Regions from separate parts of the Zea mays genome. Here all the other regions are linked to region 1. The links are chromatin contacts, called in public Hi-C maps. All regions are on one chromosome and are shown on one strand. Each heading gives the region's core, a stretch centred on a gene start, on an enhancer-like site or on the middle of the called end of the contact. The rest is flanking DNA. Distances are from core to core; before and after follow the strand shown.

Region 1 (4,424 bases), core at 1,541-4,040:
CACGGCATCTTCAATTTATGTGGTCGCTTCATATGTGAATCAGAAGTGGCTTTAGAGTTTCTTAGCTGTCACCATCTTCATTTTTCTTAGCCACAACCTACCTGATCTAACACCAGCGATTAATAAATTAGAAAGTTAAAAACAGTTACCATGTTGTTATAGGATGGATGGAATTGTCTTACCTGCGGAACGACGTGATGTACTAAGAAAAGAGCCCATCTTGTGTTGTATCCACCATAGCCTCCGACAACTACATTCGCCTAACAAAAAAAACAGATATTAGTAAGGAAAACTAAGAAGGAAAATGACAAAAACCCACAAAAACATTAGTGGTGAGGTTTCAAACACCTAGCTGCATTGCATATAATCTAACATCTGAAATTTTTATAAGGTTTCAATATCCAAATAATCCTCCTCAAGGGTTTGACTAACAAGCAGTTTCTTAGCCGCCACCATCTTCATCACCATCAACTTCAATTTTTGTGGTCGCATCATATGTTAATCGCATCGTATGGAACCTTTTAGGGATTTGTTCTGTCAGTATATTAGTGGCTATTTCAGTATATCAGTGGCCAAATCAAAAGAAGAGAGGGTATAACCATTCAGTTTAGAATCACATGAAATTACCTCATAACCATTAGCGTAATTTTTTGGTTCTCGCAACAAATCTTGACTTCATTATCTATTAATAACAGAGAAACAGTAGAAGGATCTCATTAGCTAGCAGCATTACACGTTAATCACAAAGCATAAGGTATTAACATGGTATTGTGGTATTCTTTATAGCCATTTAAACTCACATTTTTTGAATAATAGAACTCAAAGAAAAGTTTGGAATCCATGGAATGTGTAATATTAGCCATGATCCACGAAAAAAAACTAAAAGCAATAACATTGCTGCCTCATCAGCAACTCAAATACTTTTGTAGTTAAATATGTGTAAATAATTAAGGGGTACTAAGGACCCTCTCATATTTGATTCTTTTAGTTGATTACCTCTGAATTAAGATGCATAATCTTGGAAGAGATGGCAAATGAGAAGAGTGTTGCTTATATATATACAAACATCATGTGAGTTCTGATTAGCTTACCCTATTTATTTTGGTAATATTTTTTTAAAGAAAAACAAGAAAGATATATGCATGTTAACTTTTTATAAAATATAGATTAATGGATTTTGAAATAAATCAAGAAAACAAACAGTGTTTTGTCTGTTTTTCTTAATATCAAATGTTAAATGTAAATTACATGGACATATTTTGTACCTTTTGTTGATGATCCAGCTTCATGGTTCAGGAGTATGAGACCCTGGAATAGCTTTTCACAGCTGAATTGCATGTATATAATGGTGTCACGTACCGGTTTTACCTATCATAGGAGGCATTAAGTCAATAAAACATAAAAGGAAATATGTTACAACATAAAATTCCACAGGTGCAAGGGAGTGAAGAGATACAATACCTTGTCAAATTTACTACACTCAAGGGAGCGAAGGCAGGAATTTCTGAAAGAGGTAACCAAATACCCAGAACTGATCGCAATACTTGAAAGAGCTAGTGAGACAGCCTTCCTTGTATTCCAGTCAGTACTGTTCAGCGCATCCATAATACTTGTTAGAGCTGATGATAATGCCTGCTCTGTGGAAGCACCTTCAGCCTGAAAAATAGGGGGTGCATAAGTAGACTAACACAATGTAAGATCCTATGGTAGATTGGTAGTTACAAGCTATGAAATCGAACTGAAGATGAAGATTGTTACTGTACGTCATGAAAGACATTAAGAGGTGCCGTTGAATTTACACCATATATTAGTGACCGATCAATCTAGCAATGCAATGCATGAACCTTAGTTTTTTTGAAGCAAGAAAGGCATGCGAATTTGTAGAAAGATTGCAGTATTTCCAATCTGACTAACCATTAATTAAATAACAAGTATTACAAAGAAGAATGTTTCTTTCTCATGATACATATTACAAGGTCAGATGAATATGCAAAGTAATCTGTATAACATGGAAGACATGTGAAATTGTGCTTACACATGAAGAGGTTTTAGTGGATTGACATTGCTTACACAAAAGAAAGAGTTCAAACCTGAATAATGCTTCTTATCAAGTCAATCGCAGCGGGCTTCGCCATGAAGTGGAGGTTCTTGAGAAGCTTAACAGCACGGACAAGCATCTGCGGGATCGAGGCACAGATGGTCAAAGGCGACGTCTGCTGCTACCTTTGCGGACGGAAACCGCCAGATGCGAGCTGGCGTCCTTGGACCATCCCGACTGCCCACGCCTGCTGCCCAGCTTCGCTGACGAAGCCGACCAAGCTCTCGCGCCCGACTGCCCACGCCTGCTGCCCAGCTTCGCTGACGAAGCTGACCAAGCTCGCGCGAGACCGTGGTTGTGGGGGAGGGTCGCTAGAGAACCGAAGAAGGTCTAGTGCTCGTCGACCCCGGATCGACATCTTGTCCAACGAGACCTAGGCGGCGCGGGAAGGGGAGGCGGGGACAATGGGCCTTGAGTGCCGCAAAGGACTCGGAGGTGGAAGCGGCGGCGTTGGCTCACGACTTCTCGAGTGCGTCGGAGTGGGAGGAGGAGGGCGAGGGCGGGGCCGGAAGGAACGGGGTTTCGAGGGGGGCAGGGCGGGGATGGCACGACAGAGCTCAGGGAGGGATGCAGAGCGGGGTTCCATGGGAAGGGCGGGGATCTCGTGGTGGACGCGAAGGCGGCTGCCACATGAGCGGGGGCACCCACGAGCGGGGCGCGCGGGCAGATGGGCGTCGAGAGGCAGAACATGGCGCACATGTGGACGCCTACAATAAATACTTATAGAGTAGTAGGGACGATATATCTGCACAGATGAGGAGGATCGGCCGATCGGGTTAGGAGACTTGCACGTTCCTGGAAGTGGCGAGCGACGCGCGCGAGTAACATGCATGCATGGGCTCAACAAGAGGCCGAGGCCAAAGCATCCACGGAGTGGGAGCCCGGCCCGCCGAGAACGACGTACGACGGGGACGTGTAACGACGACTATCGCCTTTTGATGATCATTCGCAGGATTGCTTTCGTGCAGATCATAGCCGTATCTCTCTCTCGCAGCAGCTCGTTGTTGCGTCTCGGATGCATGCAAAGCGAGTATCTTTTCAAATATTTATCCTCCGCTTGTTCATTTTTAAATTAAAATATAATAAATAAAAAAGAATGAGAGATTAGTAGAGTGGGTGTGCTTGTGATGCATCAAGGGACATCGATCTTCACCTCGACCTAGATAGATATATAATCATTATTTGCGCAACTTTAACTATCTTTTAACCAAACAGACCAACTAACAGATTAGATGAACTTTAGCTAGAGCTTAGATTTTGTTATCTTCTCGACCACACAGAGCTAGCTAATGCTAGAGATAACTGATCCATGTATCATGATTTTCACTGGTCACGCTAAATCAAAATAGTACTCATGTCCTTTTGTTTATATCCTTTAGCTTGTATTAGCTAGTCCATTATCTAGTCTAGGGAACGGAACGTCTTGAGGTCGTCTCTTACTGCTAATTACCTCGAGAACTAGACATCCAGCTGCTAGTAGTTAAGAGAACCAAACATCCAGCTACTAGCTAAACTTTAGCTAGATGATACTTTTACCTGGCTAAAATTTAGCTAGAACAAATTAAATCCAAACATGGCTTTAATTAGGCCATCTACATTAGATCTCATATCTCAACCTTTATCTTATCCCCTATTTTAAACTCTACTCTACAGACAGTGTCATCTACATAGTTTTGCGTCTGTTATTTTACACGATCCACCGAAAACAGTCTGCGCGTGCGTGCATTCAGAATGCCGCTATATGTGTTACATTGCTAGTTATACATATCCTACCAAGTTCCAACGGATGATGATTCGATCCCTGATCCATCGGCAGTATCTTCAACTAACCTGGATACCGTATCGTATCATGTCAATCGTTTACCGATCGTACGTTTCTCTGGCTGGCTGCAGAGACACTTGGACGCACGATCTGGACACCTGAACCTCAGCGATCTGCGGAATCATACATGTATATAAAATCGTGTTTGGTTGTGTCATGGTTTTTTTAAGAAAAAGTTCTTGTAAGCTGCAGATTGTGAAAAAACTTGTATGAGATATAGATTGCGAGGAAATCACAAAAACTATTTGGCTAACAGCCGCTTCTGAAAAAAAATAGTTAAACGGATCATATATCATCCTACATTCCACGCTACTGGTATGAGACATAGAGTGTCATTAGCATAGTTCTTTAGGTGTATAGCAATCCTAACAAGATATAATGAAGCATAAGTGGAGAAGTAGGACATTAAACACCAGACAATGCAACTGTAGAATTATAAAAGAGTTCAAGAAATTTAAGTACTTTTTCTGCAACAACACAATGATCATCAATTAAAATAAATTA
Region 2 (4,848 bases), core at 515-3,014, 140 kb before region 1:
GCCCTCGGCCGTGGTGGGCGTGGTGGCCGCCGCAGCGGCAGCCGCGGCCGAGCTGAACATGAATGGTATGTTGGGAGCGTCCAGTGGAGTAGACAGCCTCTGGAGCTGTTGGTGGTGGTGGTGGTGGTGGCCGGAGATGTGCGGCTGCGAATTGGACTGAAGGGTCCCCCTACTGTTAACACCCAAAAGACCCGAGGACATGGAGAAGTTGAGGTTGTATTCTCCGGCGGGAGCCGACGCCGGCATCGCGTGGACGGGCATGAAGTGGTCCTGCAAGAACGAGAAGTGCGTCATATCGGCGTGCGGCTCGCCGCCGCCAGAGGCGACAGTGACGGCACCGCTGGCCAAGTGGTGGTAGTGCTGCGCCGGGGCCATGGCGATGGACGCAATGTTGCCGAGGTGGGGAGCGGGGGAGGCAAAAGTGTGCGCCATCGCGTGTCCCCCGCCCTTCCGGGGCTGCGCGAACCCGATGTAGTCGGTGGTGGCGGAGACGGACGGCGGCTGCCAGGACACCAACGACTGCTGGTGGTGCTTGTGTTCGGCGGGGGCGGCGCTGCTGGCCGCAGCCATCCCCGTGAGCAGCTCGGTGAAGGATGCCGCCTGCGCTGAGCTTGTAGCCGCGGCGCGCCTGGAGTCAGCGGCGGGGTCCTTGTCCTTGTCCCTGGCAACGGCGCTCCGCTCCCTGGCGCGGTCCCGCGCCTTGACCCGGCTCTCGGAGCGGGAGAGGGAGAGGACGGAGCCCTTGCTGGTCTCGGACGTGCTGCTGCATCCGGACCTCGTGAGCTGCTGCTGGTGGTGGTGGTCGTCGTTGTCACCAGCAGGCGGGGCGTGGTCCTTGGCGGAGGCCGGGTGCGCGGGGAAGCCTGCGGCGGTGTCGAGCGAGGGGAGCTTGTCGATGGCGTCGGCGGCGGCCCTGATGAGCCACTCGATGGCCTTGCTGGGCTGGTCGTAGCCGAGGCGGTCCTGCAGGTCGTAGAACTGGATGGCGGTGGCGACGGAGAGGCGGACGCGGCGGTCCCGGATGCCCTTGGCCGTGTACACCTTGCTGTGGCGGTCCTTGCCGCCGGAGCCCCGGGAGACGCGGTAGATCCGCGAGGCAGGGTGCTGCTGCGCCCACGGCGCGGCGGCGGGCGGCGGCACGGCCATCGCCACCGCGCGGCGCTTAGGCTCCGGCTCCGCGCCCGCGCCTTTCGCCCGGGCCCGCTTGCCCCCCGCGCCGACGCAGCCCACGGCCTCCACCTCCATCGCGGCGGCGGCGGCGACGGCGGACCCCTACCACGTCCCCCCGGCCGGCACGCCCCGCATTGCCGCCCGCGGCGTCGGCTTCCCACCCGGACGGGCGCAATTCGGAGGGCGTGTACGAAGTAATCGGAGTGGTGGTGGGTGTGCGAATGAGGGTGCGTGCGGGACGGGACGAGAGCAAGCGATCGGCGCGGCGGTGAGGTCCGTCGTCGTCAGATCTGGCGTGGCGACTGGCGAGGGCGGCGGTTGATCGGGCGGACGAACTCGGGAGGCGCGATTTTTGGGGAGCGTAGAGGGAGGAGGGGCTGACTGGAGTGACTGCCGCCAGCAACGGTGGTGGTGGTGGGTGGCGGCTAGTGATGACTGACAAACGAGGCAATCAGGCGTGACGGGACGGAGGAAAAGGGAAGCTCAGCTGCTTGGCAGCAGGTGCGCGGCACGAGGCAGGCTACTACTGCAAGTGTAGTGTAGGCTAGAGGGCAATGGGCAGCGGATGCTGACTAGTACTAGTACCGTAGTGACAGTGTCAGGACAGCGCCGCACGCGCACGGCGGCGGCACGAGACGCCCTCTGCTCGCCGCCGCCACCACGGGCCGACGGCGATATGTGCGTTCGTCGCTGTCCAGCCGTGCCTGGCGGCGGCGGCAAATGTGATGCGATGTGGCCAATTCGCACCGGGCCATCATGAGAGGCGCAGCGCATGTGGCTGAGATGGTAATGGTCCCGGTCGATTCTTCGCGGATAATTCTTTCAATATTTGGTAGTCAAGAATCACGAGAGAATTTATCGAGAAAGAATTCTATTGTTATTCAATTTTAAAAAGTAAAATGATTCCTCTTCTATAGATCCTCTCATGACCTGATTAGAGAAGTTTTTCTCTACGCGGATGTAAACGGGAGCTCTATTTAAAATCTTATCTCGGCCTCTACTTAGAACACCGGACAGTCATAAAAAATGTTCCTGGTTCTATATATGTGGCGGTGGCACAAACAAAAAAATATAAATTAAAACTACATTCAGCTATTACTTTACAAGCATTATGGTACACATGTCAAACGGAAGCTTTAATTTTTATAGATGGCATATGCATGCATGATACAGTAATCTCAGTTTTTAATTCCTGTCGGCAGCTGCCGTGATTTGAGACATCGTTCATCAGAGGTCAGAAAATGGAGCAGGACCAGGACGGATGACATACCTAATTTATACCGGATCGAAAAGCTTGGGCGTATCTGATAGCAAATGCAGGCTGTGGGGCATACCAAACCTATTCCAAATTTCGCGATGTTCAATTCAAACGGCCGGTTGCCCCCCTCCGATTTTTTACGGCCGGTTGGTAGGGGCTCGTGTTCGTCCGCCTCTGATATATAGATCTATTCGATATTACAAGAAACCGGAAACATCTCGCAATAAAATAAATTAGGACTCCCGTTCGAATTAATCTAAATTCTTCTTAAACTGTCCATTTTGTTTCCATATTATGGTGCAGCAGCCAGCCAGCAGTGCTATGCTACTGCTAAGAGCATCTTCAACAACGTGACCTATAAAAATGTTCAGTAATTTAAAATTGAGTATATTTTATAGAATTTAGGGCACCAACAAAATATCTCGCTCTAATAGTAAAGCCTGAAATCTAGATTATAGGGCAGCACACTACGGTGTAGTATATTTGAGGCACTTGAGAGGGTGTCCTATAATTTTTTGACCAAATTTTATGAATGATACACTGTTAGAGTAGTTTTTCCTGTGTATAGCATCATATTTTAATTTGAGGCACCAATTTGAGACATTATTGAAGATGCTCTAACAGCGGCTACGTAGGCTGACTGTTCCTAAAAATATACTATTCTTTTTCAAATTATAAGATATTATCTTTCCTACGACGTCGTTGAATTTTTTCGCAATTTTAATCATTTGTCTTATTAAAAGAATGATAGGATATTATTTATTTTGTTGTGATTTTATTTATTAATTGACTTATTTTTTTTACATTCTACGTTAAATATTTTGAATAAGACAACTTATTAAAATTCTGTAAAAAAAGAGACAACGACATCATGTGTTTTGAACGGAGGAAGCAGTTTGTTTTCACAATACGTCTAGAGATACAATTTATATTCAAATATATAATAAAAGCTATTACGTGTATATTATAACTCAAAATAGAGGGACTAGTATGTTGACGCCTTTTCGGAGCGCCAAACACTCAAGAAGAACCGTGGCGGTGCCCTCTGCACAGGGGCGGACGGTCCGCGCGCAGGGGCCGGACGATCCGCGGCCTGGTGCGAGGTGCGGTGGTGCTCTCTGCGCAGGGGCGGACTGTCCGCGGCCTGGGGTCGGACGGTCCGCGGCCTGGTGCGCGGCTGGGGCTTCTCTGCCTGACGGCCGGACGGTCCGCGCCCTAGGGCCGGACGGTCCGCGCGTTAGCAGGGACGGCGGAAGATCGCCGACGGCGCCTGGATCTCGCTCCCGGGAGGGACCCCGTCGGGGAGAAGAGATCCTAGGTGGTGTCTAGGCTCGGGCTGGCCGACCTAGACTCCTCTAATCGACGTAGAGCCGAGGAGAGGCGGAGAATTTGGGGATTGAGTGGCTAAACCTAAACTAGACTAGAACTACTCCTAGGATAAAATGCGAATAAAAGTTGTATTGATTCGATTGTTGATGATTACAAATCGGCCGTATACCTCTCTATTTATAGAGGAGGGGGGCTGGACCCTTTACAAACTAATTTCCGAGTTTATCCCATGATTTTAGCTAACAACCGTAGCACAAAACTCGGAACCCTAATCTGTTCTGCGCACGCGCGGACCGTCCGGCCCACAGGCGCGGACCGTCCGGACCGCGGACCGTCCGGCCTCAGGGCCGGACCGTCCGCGCTCAATTTGGTGCTCAACATATGCCCCCCTGCCTTTTGGTGGAGCTGAGCGAACCAAAAGCAACTAACTCGATGTTATCACATCGGTTTTCTTAGGCATCTTGCCACTTACTAGGATGGTACGCAGTGGCCTTGGTCTCGATGATTGACTCAACGGACGTGATCCCTCGAACTGTGAGTCCCAACATCGCCGAGCGTCATACTGGTCCTGACCAATTCGTCACCTTGCCTTCCTAATTCTCTAAGTGTTCTGGCGTAGCTCCGTAGTCGACCAGGTCTTCTCCTTGCAGGTCGTCTTCCTCCATGGGCGTCGGTACGTCGTCGGAGGTGTCTTGGTGTAGTGCGGATGGTTTGGCCTCAGGGTCGGATGGTCCGCGTCCTGTGCAGATGATCCGGCTTTTATAGCCGGACAGTCTACCATACCTGCAGAGAGATGCACAGTTGTCGTTTTATTTTCTATCTTTGTGGCCGTTTGACTTTTCTCAACGGCCTTTGGTCTCCACCTCTTTTGCGGTGGCGGATACTGCGGATGCGTGTCATTGAATATTCTTTCTGCCTCTTTTTCCTGATTCTCCTTTGCTCTGAGGCGCTGTAATTTTCGCTTTTGCGATCGTGTCAGTCCCGATGGGCACCATCGAGGCATGTAGTATTTTGGATCAGCTATTTTATTGACAGTCGTACTTTCTTTTTTGTTTGTGTTGGCCGATTCACCAAAAATCATCGGCCCTTCG
Region 3 (4,736 bases), core at 1,119-3,618, 190 kb after region 1:
AGTTTTTTCATAATTGTAATATTGTGAACGGTGAATAGAGCTATCTAGGACATGTTTAGAAGCTATAGAGATAATTGTTAGAGCTAAATTTAACTAGGATTCAAAAGGCCCAGCTAATTGTTAGACTAACATAGTTCATTGATTATGTTAAGACACCTAGTTTTGTATCTTATTCACTAGAACCCCTTAAGACACGGCTCATTTATGTAGGTTGAATGAGTATAACCGTATCTTAGACTTAGAGAATCGTGTAGAGACGTCCCTTCACCAAAACATGTCCCTTATGTTTTTTTTTGCACGTACCCCCTTAGAGATACAGGGCCGGACCTAGGCATGTGCAAGCCGTGCGCTCGCACAGGGCCTCCAAAAATTGAGGGCCCCAAAACTTAGCAGATATATTCTAGTTTTATGATTTTTTACAACACATTAATATTTAGCATATATTTTCTCCATACCATGCTGTTGCGCTGAAGTGGAACTACTGAGTGCTGCACCAATAAATGAATCTCTATGGGATCTTAACAGGTTTGTCCGTGTGAACAAAGTTCTATAAATTAAAACTACTAAATTCATATTTGTGTTCTACTATGACACAAAAAAACGTATTATTTAGATACAATAATACTCGAGAGTAAAGCGTTAGAGAAGATCGAATATAAGCATATTGTATAAAATTTTCTTTAAAATCCACCAAAAGAACGATGTTATTCAGATAAAATAGATATGTTTCTTTAGATATTCTATTATAATATAAATTACTGTAACTTGTAGATTGTTTGTACTGTTTTTAATAAAAAAAATATAGATTACAGTGTTTTAGATTTGGCACTGAGCCTCAAATTTCTCAGATCCAGACCTGCTTAGATACTTTATGATATTGGTCATTTGTATGAGTTGTACTTGTACATACCCTAAACAGCAACTAATTACACACATGACTCTTTTCTGTATAAATATAAAATAAGTAAAATGCAGTCCTACTAGTATACCATTAGCATTAGCCACCAGGTCGCGGTAAATGAGGGGGCGAGCAGAGGAGAAGGCTCGCGGAAGGCGCCACACGTCAAGACACGCCGCGCCTGCCGTCTCGTCGACTGGTCCGCCCCGCCACCATCGTTCGTCACGCGACGCGACCGCACTTTCCTCTCCCCGATCCTCCAGTCCCAACCGGCCAACCCGACTCCTCCTCCTCCTCCTCGCCTATAGATACCCAGCCCCCGTCTCCTCCTCGTCTCCGCTACCAGCCCGACCCACCACCACCATCGCCACCATTACCCTCTCGCCCCTGCCTCTCCGGCCGACCCCGTCCCATGCCGCAGCGCGCAGCGGCCGCACTGACACACCAGTGAGCGAGCAGAGCGAGGCCTGATGCGGCAGCGGCAGCAAGGCGAGGAGCACCGGGAGATATTCGTCCAGTGGAGACCCTGCGACAAGAAGAGGTCTTAGGCCCTCCGCCGCCACGCGCACCGGCAGACAAAATCCGCGCAGGCCTTCTTCCGACCCGCAAAGGCGCCGCCTTTTTCGCCGATTCCACAGGCCGGAGCCCGGGGAGAAAGACAGACAGACAGACCGGAAGATGAGCGCATCCGTGGGCCGGACCCGCGTGGGGCGGTACGAGCTCGGCCGGACCCTCGGCGAAGGCACCTTCGCCAAGGTCAAGTTCGCCAGGAACGTCGAGACCGGAGAGAATGTCGCCATCAAGATCCTCGACAAGGAGAAGGTCCTCAAGCACAAGATGATCGCCCAGGTAAAAAGCATGACATGCCATGCCGTCCCATCCCATCCCATCCATCCCCTGTCTCGGTCTCCCCCGTCCTCTGTTCCTGCTCCGTTACGTGTTTCCTGTTCCATTCAGTTCCTTCTTTTCTCCTCTCAAGAAAATTAGAGCCAGGACGAAGAAACTCTCTATTGTTTTCTTATCAGAGACTAGAATTTAGAGCCAGGACAAAATCAAACTCTCTCTCTCTCTCTCTCTCTCTCTCTCTCTCTCTCTCTCTCATGCGTTTGCTCCTCCATTCATGGACCATCACTCGTTCAATGAGTTGTAACAGGCGACGTGCGCTCTCGCGTCTTTTTTCCTGTTCATCACGTGCTTTTCATCACCCCTGTTGATTTTTATGGATCTTCGGACGGAAAACACCTCTGCAAGTCCGGCGAAACTTAAATCCACGCTCCTTTCCGTCACTCCACATCATACACACGGGCGCACTTCTCTTCGCTGTTAAGCAAGTCGCGTTGCGTCCGAATTTGTCTTCTTTCAGAAAAGGAAAAAAAACTTTTTTTCTAGAGCCGCCACCGTGCGGAAAAATCAAATCGGTTGTCTGAAAATTAAGTGGGAACGCGCCACATCGCTGGACCACCGGTAAGAGTTAATACGGTCGGCGGCGAGCTTTGACGGTAGCAGACGGGCGACCACGGGCGTCTCGTTTCGTCGTCGTCTCGCCCGCCTTCCGTTGGAACGTGTGCGTCGCTGTTTGGTTGGGACGGTCAGCCTTGTCGTCCCAGTCCGGGCCAGGCCAGTTGATGATTTTCTTGACGCGCTCGCGCTGTTGTTGTTTTTTTCTGCAGATCAAGCGAGAGATCTCGACCATGAAGCTCATCAGGCACCCCAACGTCATCCGGATGTATGAGGTATGCGTTTTTCCCTGCATTAATCCTGTGTACGAGCTGATGGACAGATGGAAACTATATACGAGAGCAGAGTAAAAAAAAGGGTTTTTTTTCAGGCTTGTGCAACCTGAAACTATACACAAAATGACCCTAATCTGAATGATCTGTTCTTCCTCCCATTAAGAGATAAATATAGTTCTCTGAATCGGCAACGAACTGATTGATGATAAACGTTGGACCACACCAAACTATGCCTTTGGCCGATCTTTTCAAAAAGAGAGAACTACGCTTTCTAAGTACCACTGATTGTCTGTTGCTCGACGACTTCTACCTTTTGTCCCCCTCTCTCGCGTCCCTGTCCACTCCTGTGCGTGTCTGTCTGCCCATTTATGTGCTCCCCTCTCGTGATCGTGAAGGTGATGGCCAGCAAGACAAAGATATACATCGTCATGGAGCTCGTCACCGGTGGCGAACTCTTCGACAAAATCGTGAGCGTCATGTCCTCTATCACCCTTGTCCGAATCACTGCACTCAGCTCCTCTCCTAGCATGTGATGAATGAATTTGCGCCCGCCCTGTGGACTAGGCCTCGCGTGGAAGGCTGAAAGAGGATGACGCAAGGAAGTACTTCCAGCAGCTGATCAACGCTGTCGATTACTGCCATAGCCGAGGCGTCTACCACCGCGATCTCAAGGTGAGTAGTACTGCTTACCAATCAGTTTTATATGGACAAGCGTGCAGGTTCAGCAGGAAACTGTGTTTGATCTCTCTGTGTGTGTGTGTGTTTTCCCCTTTCTTTCTTTCAGCCTGAAAATCTCCTGCTTGATGCTAGCGGCACGCTCAAGGTTTCGGATTTTGGACTGAGCGCACTATCTCAACAAGTCCGAGTAAGTAAACTCCCCCCCCCCCCCCCCCCCCCTCTCTTTTTTGGATAAACATGCGCATAAAAAAAATACTAATGCCGTGAAACAGTCTGTGCCTGAACCTAACAAATGGAACATTTTCTAATCAGCTGATGGTTTTTCAATACCCTTTTGTTAACGTGCAGGAGGATGGTCTGCTGCACACAACCTGTGGAACTCCCAACTATGTTGCTCCCGAGGTGCTGACCACGGCTACGCTTTTAATTACGTTCTTATTCCCACTCAGTGAAGTATCTTGTTCTCATTGTCCAGTGCTCTTGCGTCTACAGGTTATAAACAATAAGGGCTATGATGGAGCTAAGGCTGATCTGTGGTCATGTGGAGTGATTCTCTTTGTCCTCATGGCGGGGTACCTCCCATTTGAAGATTCGAACCTGATGTCGCTCTACAAGAAGGTTTGACAGTCTCTACCATGACAAGAGCTCAAGAAGCGCAAGGCTTTCCTTCTTTTTTCCCTTAATGGTTGCTTGACACTTGGTCTGATTTTTCATGCAGATCTTCAAAGCGGATTTCAGTTGCCCGTCCTGGTTCTCCACAAGCGCAAAGAAGCTCATCAAGAAGATACTTGATCCTAATGCTAACAATGTGAGTTCTGCTGTTCGTACATAACCATCATTTTTAATCCATTCTGTTCAGCATCTCTGTAGGTATACTAACTGTGTGCCATCGTTTTGTGGCCTGTGCAGAGAATAACTATTGCAGAGCTCATTAACAACGAGTGGTTCAAGAAGGGGTATCAGCCTCCCAGATTTGAAACAGCAGATGTTAATCTGGATGACGTGAACTCCATCTTCGATGAATCCGGGGTAAGCTTTTTGCACCATACAGTTCATATTTCTGTATTATCTCACAACTCATTGCATGGGCAAGTTAAAAAAAAAGTTGCTTTCAATGCAGGAGCCAGCACAGCTTGTTGTTGAGAGGAGAGAAGAAAGACCATCAGTGATGAACGCTTTCGAGTTAATCTCTACGTCTCAGGGCCTCAATCTCGGGACGCTCTTCGAGAAGCAAACGGTATGTTCATGACCTTAAGTTAACCGATGGCCCTGAACTTCGGATGATAAAGAAATGAAATCCACTAGACTGCAACCAACCACGATAACCTTTGCCTAACTGAATGCCCTGCAATGCCTCTGTGTTACTAGGGTTCTGTTAAGCGAGAAACAAGGTTTGCGTCAAGGCTTCCTGCAAATGAGATACTGTC

The links. A called contact is a pair of places that touch in the nucleus more often than the background predicts.
Region 2: a contact with region 1 is called in a Hi-C map of bundle sheath, with 2.8 times the contacts expected there. The contact joins the promoter of LOC109940870 here to the promoter of LOC103631943 in region 1. A contact is called at or near these places in 3 of 25 Hi-C or Micro-C datasets (bundle sheath, ear and leaf).
Region 3: a contact with region 1 is called in a Hi-C map of leaf, with 9 times the contacts expected there. The contact joins the promoter of LOC100192864 here to the promoter of LOC103631943 in region 1. A contact is called at or near these places in 17 of 25 Hi-C or Micro-C datasets (bundle sheath, ear, leaf and 4 more) and 2 of 3 datasets of contacts at active chromatin or transcription factors (leaf and seedling).

Annotation. Positions count from the first base shown.
Region 1 is chr7:5,501,469-5,505,892 of Zm-B73-REFERENCE-NAM-5.0, reverse strand. It overlaps LOC103631943 (TORTIFOLIA1-like protein 2), which reads right to left and starts at 2,790. Exons shown (of 7, transcript XR_002263637.1): 1 at 2,091-2,790; 2 at 1,462-1,656; 3 at 1,266-1,368; 4 at 628-682; 5 at 433-534; 6 at 183-260; 7 at 1-106.
Region 2 is chr7:5,642,020-5,646,867 of Zm-B73-REFERENCE-NAM-5.0, reverse strand. LOC109940870 (transcription factor PCF6) reads right to left here and starts at 1,764. Exons shown (of 2, transcript XM_020541215.2): 1 at 1-1,764. The coding sequence starts at 1,245.
Region 3 is chr7:5,312,747-5,317,482 of Zm-B73-REFERENCE-NAM-5.0, reverse strand. LOC100192864 reads left to right here and starts at 2,368. Exons shown (of 14, transcript NM_001138053.1): 1 at 2,368-2,462; 2 at 2,569-2,631; 3 at 3,027-3,098; 4 at 3,196-3,303; 5 at 3,416-3,496; 6 at 3,658-3,711; 7 at 3,802-3,927; 8 at 4,028-4,117; 9 at 4,219-4,338; 10 at 4,430-4,546; 11 at 4,678-4,736. The coding sequence starts at 2,590.